3 separate regions of the Mus musculus genome follow, and all the other regions are linked to region 3. A link is a contact called in public HiChIP or PLAC-seq data. All regions are on one chromosome and are shown on one strand. Each heading gives the region's core, a stretch centred on a gene start, on an enhancer-like site or on the middle of the called end of the contact. The rest is flanking DNA. Distances are from core to core; before and after follow the strand shown.

The links. HiChIP or PLAC-seq counts read pairs in DNA pulled down with a chosen protein or histone mark.
Region 1: a contact with region 3 is called in an H3K27ac HiChIP or PLAC-seq map of VIP interneurons, with 11 times the contacts expected there. The contact joins the enhancer-like site here to the promoter of Kcnmb2 in region 3. A contact is called at or near these places in 6 of 39 promoter capture datasets (the 3T3-L1 cell line, cranial neural crest, embryonic stem cells and 3 more), 5 of 484 Hi-C or Micro-C datasets (cerebellum, cerebral cortex, cortical neurons and 1 more), 5 of 115 datasets of contacts at active chromatin or transcription factors (SST interneurons, VIP interneurons, embryonic forebrain and 2 more) and 2 of 9 other capture datasets (embryonic stem cells and pancreatic islet).
Region 2: an H3K27ac HiChIP or PLAC-seq map of SST interneurons shows a contact between it and region 3, with 2.9 times the contacts expected there. The contact joins the enhancer-like site here to the promoter of Kcnmb2 in region 3. A contact is called at or near these places in 11 of 39 promoter capture datasets (the 3T3-L1 cell line, 3T3-L1-derived adipocytes, cranial neural crest and 6 more), 4 of 484 Hi-C or Micro-C datasets (cerebellar granule neurons, cerebral cortex, embryonic stem cells and 1 more), 4 of 115 datasets of contacts at active chromatin or transcription factors (SST interneurons, VIP interneurons, embryonic forebrain and 1 more) and 2 of 9 other capture datasets (embryonic stem cells and pancreatic islet).

What each region holds. Positions count from the first base shown.
Region 1 is chr3:32,315,722-32,319,222 of GRCm38.p6, forward strand. The region is part of intron 1 of Gm42201 (a long non-coding RNA gene); the gene reads right to left. Among named protein-coding and RNA genes, the nearest start is that of Gm42201, 8.8 kb to the right of the region's middle. Within about 2 kb of position 2,105, at least 8 of the 459 cell types and tissues checked have an H3K27ac peak or open chromatin away from gene starts, as enhancers often do. A contact at or near this core is called in SST interneurons and VIP interneurons, where this site is marked.
Region 2 is chr3:32,178,827-32,182,371 of GRCm38.p6, forward strand. It overlaps Kcnmb2 (potassium large conductance calcium-activated channel, subfamily M, beta member 2), which reads left to right. Exons shown (of 6, transcript NM_028231.2): 4 at 5-175; 5 at 3,005-3,200. Among named protein-coding and RNA genes, the nearest start is that of Gm42201, 150 kb to the right of the region's middle. Within about 2 kb of position 1,610, at least 7 of the 459 cell types and tissues checked have an H3K27ac peak or open chromatin away from gene starts, as enhancers often do. A contact at or near this core is called in SST interneurons, where this site is marked.
Region 3 is chr3:31,900,820-31,904,194 of GRCm38.p6, forward strand. It overlaps Kcnmb2 (potassium large conductance calcium-activated channel, subfamily M, beta member 2), which reads left to right and starts at 1,884. Exons shown (of 6, transcript NM_028231.2): 1 at 1,884-2,106. It overlaps Gm34031 (a long non-coding RNA gene), which reads right to left and starts at 1,355. Exons shown (of 3, transcript XR_389652.3): 1 at 1,237-1,355.

The DNA of each region.
Region 1 (3,501 bases), core at 855-3,354, 420 kb after region 3:
AAAAAAAAAGAAATCTTTGTTTAAATGGTTAAGGATTTATGGCAGAGCGGGAGCTCACAGGGAAAGAAGACATGAGCCTAATACAAAGGAATGTGCAAACATCAGTCATAGTATAATAAAGAAGGAAACATGGGCAGATGTTAGCTTCAGATGCATAGAGCCAGCCCATAAGTACCCTGAGCAGGAAGTGCATGGGCATGGGCCAGAATACAGCCAGATATGGTATCTGCTTTGGAAACAGCTTAAACACTATCTAGCAGAACAGAAAGGTCCCTAGATCTCAGCCATGACAAGTACTGAAATCTAAGCCCACCGGAAGAGCTAGGGCCTTCTGGTCCCTTGTAGCCAATGTTTTGAACTTCAGAATAATTAAATCACAGTCTCCAGGGAGCCCCAGGCCAATGCTAGACTTTATATTGAATGATCTGATAAGACCTCATGAAACCAATCACCTCAAAATGTGCAATATTTTTAATGTGTAAGTTCTATTTTTAATGATCAAGCAATGTATGATGCAGCCATACCTCCTCTTTGCCTGAGACTGTTTGGGGGAGAACAGTAAGGCTCAGAAATGACATCTCATAGAGCAAATATGATTTGGGTTGTCTTTTCCTGAACATTTAATAATTCTTGGATGTTCTAGATGCCCTCATGGAAACAGAGGTATTACAACAATCAATTCCAAGTTTCAAACAGGGCCACTAGAGAGGCACTGCTCCTGTTACCATGAAGATTATAGAAAGTTCAGAGGCTAACAAGAAGCAGAGTTTTTGTCACCATGCCAATACCTGGCCTGCTTTCAAACATACTTTGCCTTTATTAGATTCATCTTCTAATATCTGAATTAAACCCCATTAGATGAAAAGACTCAGGACAACCTGGGAAAGAAACTAAGTGTGTTCTCCTGCTTTTAAAGTGTCTACTTATCAGGCTGGGGAAATGACTCAGTGGTTCAGAGCACTGACTGCTCTTCCAGAGGACCCAGGTTCAATTCCCAGCACCCACATTGCAGCTCACAACTATCTCTAAGTCCCATTCCAGGGGATCGGACACCCTCTTCTAGCCTCTGCAGGTACTGTCTGCACATGGTACACAGACAAAATACCCATATGATAAAATAAAAATAAATAAAATCTCAATAAATAAAGTGTATATTAAGGGATCAGTGGTTAGAGTGCTCACTACTCTTACCAAGGAGTCAGATTTGGTTCCCAGTACCCACGTGTGAGCTCGCACTGCCTGTAGCTCCAGTTCCAGCAGATCCAATGGCCTGTTCTGGCCCTCCTCAGGACTTGCACATACATGGTACACGTAAAAATATGTAGGCACGCATATACAGAATAATAATAAATAAATCTTTAAAGTGAAAGATCAAAAAAGCATAGAAAATCAAATTACTGAAAAATGTAAACTAGCAACGTATATGCCTTAGCAGAATGGCAAAGGGTTCCAAAAGTAAACCAAAGACAGACTTAGACCAAGCAAGACTTGGAGGGCAAATAATGTGAAATGCATGCTAAAAACCCTGGTCTTTAAGCCTGACTTCAGCACTCACTGCCTGGGTAGCCCTGGACGGTAAGTAATGCCATCAGACCAGACAGATCAGCTGAAAAACTCCTTTCTGCCTTTGGCTCAGTACCCTGCCCTGCCCCCGTCTCTCCATACTCCCCTCACACAGACCCTCTCCCTTTCCCTCCCTCACTCTCTTTCCTCCCCTTCTCCCCTCTTTCTGTCTTCCTTTATTTCCCCCTTCCTGCTTTCTTCCTTTTCTCAGTAGCGACCTGAAGAGCCAGCATCTTAGCCAGCAGAAGACCGGCAGGTACAAAGAGCCTCGACCAAGTTTGTTACAGCTGGTCCCCACTAGAACTCTGAAGTCCCTTGAAGCTAGAGAATGACACGACATTTTTATTCATTTAAATTTTCAAAACTATTAGCAGAATCATGCCATCAGTTCACTTAGAAAAGCAAACATTACCTTTTTTTTTTTTTTTTTTTTAATCAAAGGCGGGTTTCCTTTTCTAGAATTCTAATCAAGTAAGCCGTATATAATGAGTGCATGGTGAGCTGCCCTCTTCTGTTCGTAGGCAGGCAGTGCAGGGCAGGCGGCAAACGTTAGCTCTGCGCAGGGCTTCACAAGGTAATGTGGACACAGCAGGATTTTAACATCTAGAATATTCCTACTGACCTCCAGCAACTGGAATATCCCGTTATGCCGAGTGGCTCCTCTTTGCCAGTTAAGAAGTACCCGTTCCTCTCTAGGGTGGCTGACCAGCGAGCTCTCTGGACCTGCAAAAGAATCTTCTCTTCCCGGTGAAGTAGAAAACATGACCTTGGGCTAGTGGCTCTAAGCCTGATTTCCCTGGGCTACTGAAGGAACTCACCAAATGTGTAAACCATGTGCCTCCCCCTTGTTGCTCCCTTTCTGTGTGCTTTGTCTTCACACTCACTGCCTAGAAGCTCGGAAAATGAAGCCAAACTGCTAACGTGTTCACACTCCCGCCAGCACCTTGCCACATGTGCCGCCCCACCATAACTTCCTCCGTGTCAGCGTGCAACTGACAGAGCAGTCAAGAAACAGACAAGCAAGGGTACGGGACCAAGCAGCTGCTGCCGGTTGCGTCTGGGCAGGAAGGAAATGCAAAGGAAAAGGGAAACTGAGGCCACTGAACCATCAGCAGAAGCTTGGGGCTAACGCTCCAGTCAAGACAGAGTTCTTCCATTGTAAGCCCAGTTGGTTGACTTCTTTTCTCAGTTACTCTCATGACCTTTCTTCCCCAGAGTCCACTGAGGTGTTTTCATAAGGGCTCCTTATTCCTGGAACACACTTTCCTGTGACTATCACCAACTCTAACGCCTTTTCATCTTCTTTACTATATAAAGCCATTCCACCTAATGCCTTAAGACCGTTAATCTTGACAGAGATCAAAGCCAATTGCATTTGCTTTAAAAACATATTTAAGTCGTCTCCAAAACCAAATATCTTTAACATTGAAACCCCATCCTTGGATCAGAAGAAAGTGCTGGAAAGCTTTCTGCCTCCCAGCCGCACCAGCTAGATTCCCCAGTTGATACAAGTGCCTACTAGGAGAAAACAAGAGTCTACAGAACCTCTCAGCACGCAATGTGTTGAATCTACTAAGTGATCCTGCTTATTAGTTAATTAGAAAGGCAGCAAGCTTAAAAGGGACTGGGGAGATGGCTCAGTGGGTAAGAGTGTTGTTCAGTAAAGCATAAGGACCTACGTTTAAATTCCTAGCGCCTATGTACGGGAACGCATGTCTATAACCCCAACACTGGGTCAGAGGCAGGCAGATCCAGAGATTCACTGGTCAGCCAGCATAGATTGAAGGAGGAGTTCAAGTTCAGAAAGTAAAACCCTGTCCTAAGGGTTACTTAAAGCAGAGAGTGAAGGAAAAAGACATCTGATGCCTTCCTATGGCACAACCACACACTCACATATATGCAACACATGCAACAGCAGAGGGTGTTTATATGCATGGT
Region 2 (3,545 bases), core at 360-2,859, 280 kb after region 3:
TCAGAAATATCTACCAGAAAATCAGGGACCATGACCTCCTGGACAAAAGGAAAACTGTGACAGCTCTGAAGGCTGGGGAGGACCGGGCCATCCTGCTCGGCCTGGCCATGATGGTGTGCTCCATCATGATGTACTTCCTGCTGGGAATCACACTGCTGCGCTCCTACATGCAGAGGTAATGCCATGGACCCGGGGAGCCCACTGCCCCCTCCTTCTCTGCTCTCCCACTGCCCATTCAACCTATAGTCATCTTCTTCACCTTTCCTATGAACTTTCAGGGACACCTGGTACACGGTGGTTTCTAATGTTATCTGATAATAATAACAACAATAATAATCAACTTAGGCTATGTGTACTGTCTGTTAGGACCTGGACAATTTTCTGAGACTGCTTGTTCCTTTCTCTCTATTATTCCATAAAGTGAGACTAGATCATCAGTGCAGGGACACTGGTGCCTAAGGGATGTGACACAGGGGCTTGGGAAATGGCTTTCCATAACTAGCTTGCTGTACAGTCATGAGAACCTGAGTTCCAAACCTACATCCCACATAAGCCCAGACATGGTGGCATACACTTGTAGTGTCGGCACTGGAGATATGGAGACAGACAGTCTCTAGAGCACACTGTCCAGCAAGTCTAGCCTAACTGTGGAGCCCCAGGTCATGGAGAGACCCTGTCTCATAAAACGTAATGTAGATGACATCTGAGGTCATCTTCTGGCCTCAACAAAAACATAGAGAAACATACTAGCATGAGCATGTACACATACCCATACACATGCTCCTTCCTGCACACACATGAACAGGCATATGAATGCATAACAGTGTACCTGCACACACATACACACACATGTACACAAACCTAACATGCACACATCTATGCAAATGCGCCTATGCACTCAAGTGCACACACACACACACACACACACAACGTCACACCTCTCTGTGGGACACAGCACAAACACATGGCAATTGAGATTTCAAAGCCACATCCCAGGAACTCGAGCGTCCCGGTTCTTGCCTGCCACTGCTTTTCTAACCACCCCACTTCTCCATCTCCCAGCTTCCTTGGAAGCTCTCGAATGCCCAAGCAAAAGAAGTTGGAATTCGTCAGTTTGAAGCCAGATCCAGTACTCAGTATTCTGAAACTCTCTAAGTGATTCTAATGTGTTGTGAAGCCTGAGAAAGACTGATAGCAACCTCTTAAAGTAACAGACTTTTGAATCCTTTCATTTCAATGTTTACCCAGGGTTTACTAAGTCGGGCCAGAGAGAGGTACTAGGTGATAATCCTAAGAGCATCTCCTCTGCATAAGTGATCTGAAATGTCCTCACAATGCCCCTCCCACCCCCCCACCCCCCCACCCCCGCTGCTGTCCAGACACTGAATTCTGAAGCTCTATATAGCTCCATGGGTCTGCCGATAGTTGGGCTTGGAGAAATAAGTCCCTTTCATATGAAAGTGGGAGGTTTCGATCCAAGAAAAAAAGCAAACCACTTTGTGGCACTTGTTTCTACAGCTAAATTAATGCTTTCATTTTAGAGGCTAAGTCGAGCTAAAATGTAGCAATTTGCTCCTCTCTCACATCCTGGCTGGTCCTCTCTGTCTCTAATGGCCTTCAGCTGTACTCTCTCCCACAATGAAAGCGCCAGTGCCTTGGGCCCCAAGGGTTTGCCGAGTCCAAAACCTCTTTCAGATTCTCGAACCTGCTTAGAATGATCTAAGACATCCACCCCCACTGCCTGATTGTCAAAACAACTTCTAACCATCCAGGTTCCACAAAATTCAGTCTGCTTCAGCAGACATGACTAAGTCCAACACCCTGAGTCTGGCACACACTTAAAGTACAGGAGCTATCCATGCATGTCCAGTAAAAGGGCAGGGTTGCTACTCCTTGTGAACACGTGTTTTCTGCTCACTGCAGTATAGCTTATACTCAGAGGCAAAGCGTCGATTGCTAGTGTGTTGCTCCCTAATTACAAATGCTCAACCTGATCACAAAATGAAAGTTATTGTAAAATAGAATTCGAGCAATTTGTTAGCTGGAATCTCTCTGGTTGACTCGACTCAGGGCAGCCTGATTGACCCTGTTGTCTGCACAGAAAGAAGGCTTTACCTTCTGCTGGTTTCCTGACCTCAGAGAACTATTAGACTGGATAAAGCCTCTGTGTCCATCACTTACCAACTGTGTGTTCTTGACTACTATGTCACCTGATTTCGGTGACCCTCAACTCACTCACCTCTCAAAGGGATTAATAACCAACATACAGGGTTGCTGAGAAGATGAAAGGAAATAATTTATGTAAATCACCAGTTGGGGAGAAAGGATATAATTAGCCATTGCTCTTGACATCTTCAAAGGGCTGCCGCTATCTTACTTCCTCTGTTAGAATGACCTTATTGCTCTCTCCCTCTATCTTGTCAAGTCCTGGAGCCTCTCTGCCTTTTTGCCACCTTTCCCCAGCCCCTCTCTTAACAAAGACTTTTCTACGCAGGCTGGGGTGGAGTTTGGGGTAAAGGGACTGAGCAAGAAGCCATGCCTTGCAGAAATGCAGAGAGTGGGGGTTATCAAGGTGGATGGTGCACAGTGGTCATTCCATCCCGCAGGAGGCTGAGGCAACAGAATTACCACTTTGATGCTAGCCCAGGCTACAGAGCAATTCTGAGGCTGTTCTTGCCCACATAGTGAGACTCAGTCTCATGAAATCAAAGCTAAAACTAAAGCATGCATTATGCTTACCGGTGAATTGAATAAGGAGACAATAGCCTCTTAAAATATCAGTGAATGTTCTATAGTAGATGTCACCAAGAAGGCTCTCAGGCGCCAAAGTCTGTTGTCATGGCATGCCGAAAGCTTGTATGCTCAAAGTCATAAACTTCGCACAGACCTATAGATTTTGGGGGAGGCCCCGGGCAGTTCAGCAACCAAGTAACTGTGTTGTGCAGCCAACCCCTCATGCCCAGCAGCTTCCTGTCCTGTGCTCATTCTTGCCCCTTCTCTGCAGCGTGTGGACAGAAGAAGCCCAGTGTGCCCTGCTGAATGTGTCAATCACAGAAACGTTTAACTGTTCCTTCAGCTGTGGGCCCGACTGTTGGAAGCTCTCTCAGTACCCTTGCCTGCAGGTGTACGTGAACCTGACATCTTCCGGGGAGAGGCTCCTCCTCTACCACACGGAAGAGACCATGAAGATCAATCAAAAGGTAGGAGTTTGGCTCGCCCCACCTGGGTGCCTGCAGAATCCGCCCACCTTCCTCTGTCCCCGACTTTCCCCTTTCCGAGTATTTCAACATACCAGGAGGTAGGCCCTTGCTTGCTCCATTCACAGAACTCACTCTCTGGATCTGTCATGGTACAGCAGGTTTAGCTGTGTTTTCTGTTGGGGAGGGGGATATTTATATATAAAGAACCCAAGTCTGTCAAAGCAAGCACAGAAATTAATAAGAGATGTGCACGCCCAAATAGCTGTCATAACTTGGGAGGCATGGGGTAAAACATGACTTTGCTCTTCCACACTTAGTTGTGTGACCTTGGGCATGCATGACCTT
Region 3 (3,375 bases), core at 634-3,133:
TAAAACCCCTTGACTTACAGCTGTCATTGTTTGAACTCTAAGAAACCGGCTTCCACTGCTTCCATGTGGACAAGGGGAAACCATGGGAATGTAGTTCTATGTTTCCTGGGCTTTGGCCATCAAATTTGATTCCCGAATATTCTCTTATTCCCTTGGAGATGAGAGCCTTGTTTTGTGTCAACAGTTGTGTGAATTGCTCCAATTACCATGAAATTAAGATACTGATGACAGTAATCAGCACTTCTTCTGCTCTCTTTACAATTATGAATATTTAACTATTTCTGAAATGGTTTCTCTTAGATGACCAAGTGATGAGCAAAACTTCTTTTAAAAAAAAAAAAGAAAAAAAAGTTTCTTTTCTATTTGAGGAGCTAAAAACAAGAAGAAACTCTTCTTTCTGTTGTATCAATCCAGTGGGTCCAGGGTTATCTTTCAAAATTCAAACTTCATATTCAGGCCCAGGGTTAGCTCTAAGGAAATGATGTAAGGACACTCACTCAGAATGAAGTATGATTATGGTTTGTGATACAAAGAGAGTCTTTTTTTCCTACTGAATCACATTTTATTCCCAAGAAAAAACTGTAACCAATCAAATAACAGCTAAAATTCAAATATAATCAGGGTATATTCAAACCAGCAGCCAGGAACATGAGAAAGAAAGAAAGGAATGAAAGCAAAATCTTTGGACCGATATGAGAGCAATTCTGATATTCAGTTATTATGTGGAAGAGGATGTGGGTCTGCTCAATGTCGTACTCCCAAACAGCAAAAATGCCCACAATTAAACAGTGGCAACTTAGAATCATGCCCCTGAGATGGTCTTCCAGAGGGTCACTGGCAGTGGCTGTAAGATGTTCATTACCACTATTCAATTTCTGTTCCATAGTCCAACATAGAACACTCCTGTCCATATTGCATCTGCTGGTCTCTAAGCCCCTCCCTTAGTGCCGACCACTCAGTTTCCATAGTAACTACTATATAACTATGGTTCTGAGGTAGCAAGAGAAGAGAAAGGAAAACCGAGTTAAAAAAAAAAGACTAAACCTGGGTAGTTGGAGCATTAAAACATTCTCTGGCAAGAACTTTGTTTTTGCATTCCTGTCCGGAAAAACACTTTTCAGAGTGATGTGTGTTTGCACACACAGAACAGCCTCCTCTCTGGCCAGTGTTTCTATGTCACTACTGTGTAAAGGACCACACCAAGGCAGGGCACCCATCCCAAGCTCCTCTACCCACCTTCCATTCTTTCCATGGAGAGAGCAGTGATGCAGGAAAAATGGTGACCTTTGCATGGAGCAAAGAACTGTGCAGCCGACATGCCCTAATGAGTTCATCTGTTTTCTGATGCATGCTGTCCGTCTGATACAACATTTGAGACTTCAGGTGAGTACATGCCATAAGGCATCCTCAGTTACCCATCACAACTTTCCCTGTGTGAAAGGATCCTCTCGCCTAGCTCTGGAAATAATGTCTTTTTCTAACTTGGGAAAGCAAGAGTCCCTTGCTGGGACTAACAGGATCACTTGGGGATTCCAAGGGTGTTTACTCCCAAGTTCACCCTCCTAGAGAGAGCTTATTTACAGGAGGAGTTCTTTCTTCCGAAGTTAGAGGATTTGGAAATCTAATCTAGTAGGTAGGGTGGCCGCAGAGCTAGGAGGGAAGTCAGATCAGGCTCCGCTCCCTTTTCAGTATGAAAATTCGAAAGCAGTGGGGAAGAAATGCTGGACCTATCACAGCGATGCTAACAGACAGCCTATTACAGTATTTAATAAAAACAGAAGCAGCGTGCCTGTCATAGGCTAATAAATCCTACCTCCTGCACGCTTTTAAAAACAGTCTGGACCGGCTTCCACAGAGCTTCGGAGAACTAATCTTAAGCATGGCTGTCTAGCGTGCCTGTCACTCCTATTGTCCTTCCAAACTCTTGCAGACATTTTGAGCGAGGAGTAAAGCTATGAGTTAGCGAGGGTGTGACATCAATGGTCCACAAAGACAGCCAGCAGGAAAGGTAAAGATGAGGACCGGTGGCTGTGTGGAGGACTACACGGGATCACTGTCATTAAAAATTAAGCGTGGCTTTTGAGGAAGATGTGACAACTCCTGAAGGTAGGATTTGCATGTAAAACAAAGGAATCTGTTGCTGTTTGGAGCTTTTTGTTGTCGCTGGGCTCAGCGCTGGGGTGCCTGTGGTCGGTCAGGGATTGCAGCCAGGTGCTACAGAGAGGCTTGGTTGACTTGGGGCTCCACGCTGACCAAAACACAAGACACACTGGGCAGTGTGAGGTTTTATGTCTGGAAAGCCTCATGGACAGGTTGGCTCCGGGCTCGATCGCAGCCTGCTGAGTGTGCACTCCACGTTGCTTTCGGTGGAGTAGAAGGCTTAGAGGTCATGGAGAAAACAGTTCTTTTCTTACCAGTGGTGCCTGATAGGCTGGGGAGGGGGCACTGAGAGAAGACTTTGGCAGGTGGGAGGCAGAGAGAGCCAAGAAAAATAGAGGAGGAAGCCGTGCTGAACTTGAAACCTGTTAGGTAAATATATATTCCTGGAGTCAGTGTGTTTTGGTGGTCAGAGGGTATTTCAGAAGATAGTGATGGATTTCCCCCTATAATCTACTATAAGAGAAATCTGGTTACCTCTGTCCATCTTGCATATTGAAAGGCTGGTCCACACCATTCTGTTCCTATTAATGGCTTTGCTAAAAACAGACCGGGAGTTTGAGAGTAAAGAAGGGGCTTTCTCTCTGTTCGTGTTCTTGCCTTTGAGCAACTGCTGGGCTGCAGATGGAAACGGGAATTCTTTAGAGGTTAAGGACTTGACCTTTTATTTTGTTAATGAATAGCTCGAAAGCTTAATCTTCCTTGAAGATAAGAGGAGCGGTTGGGTTCCACAGTCCGGGAGGAGGGGGCAATGATTAGCACTGGCAAGGAACTGCATACATCTCCTTGCACTTCAGATGGGCTCTGTACAGCTCTACTAGAGAGGGAAGGTAGGAACCACCCGCGGAGATTTCAGAGGCAAAAGTACAATGATCCAAAACCAATGTTTCTGCAATTTGATCCCCGGTGCCAGTACTGTCATTGCTTGTGACCCTCAGTGTGAAGTGGCAGGGACAAAGTGAATGTGTCCCTCCGTGGCGGGTGCGTTCTCTCCCCTGTGGACCTCACAGACTCAAAGCTGTAAGGATAACGCTTTCTATTTTGAAAACCAAACAAACAAACAAAAACAAACAAACAAGCAAACAAACAGAAAAACCTCTGCATTTCGATGCATGCATTTAGCTATAATGAACACCAAAAGCGCTTCAATGATCATATTTATAAAGAATGTAACATTCTCCACTGGTCTACACCATCCACATAACACGGTATAAATAA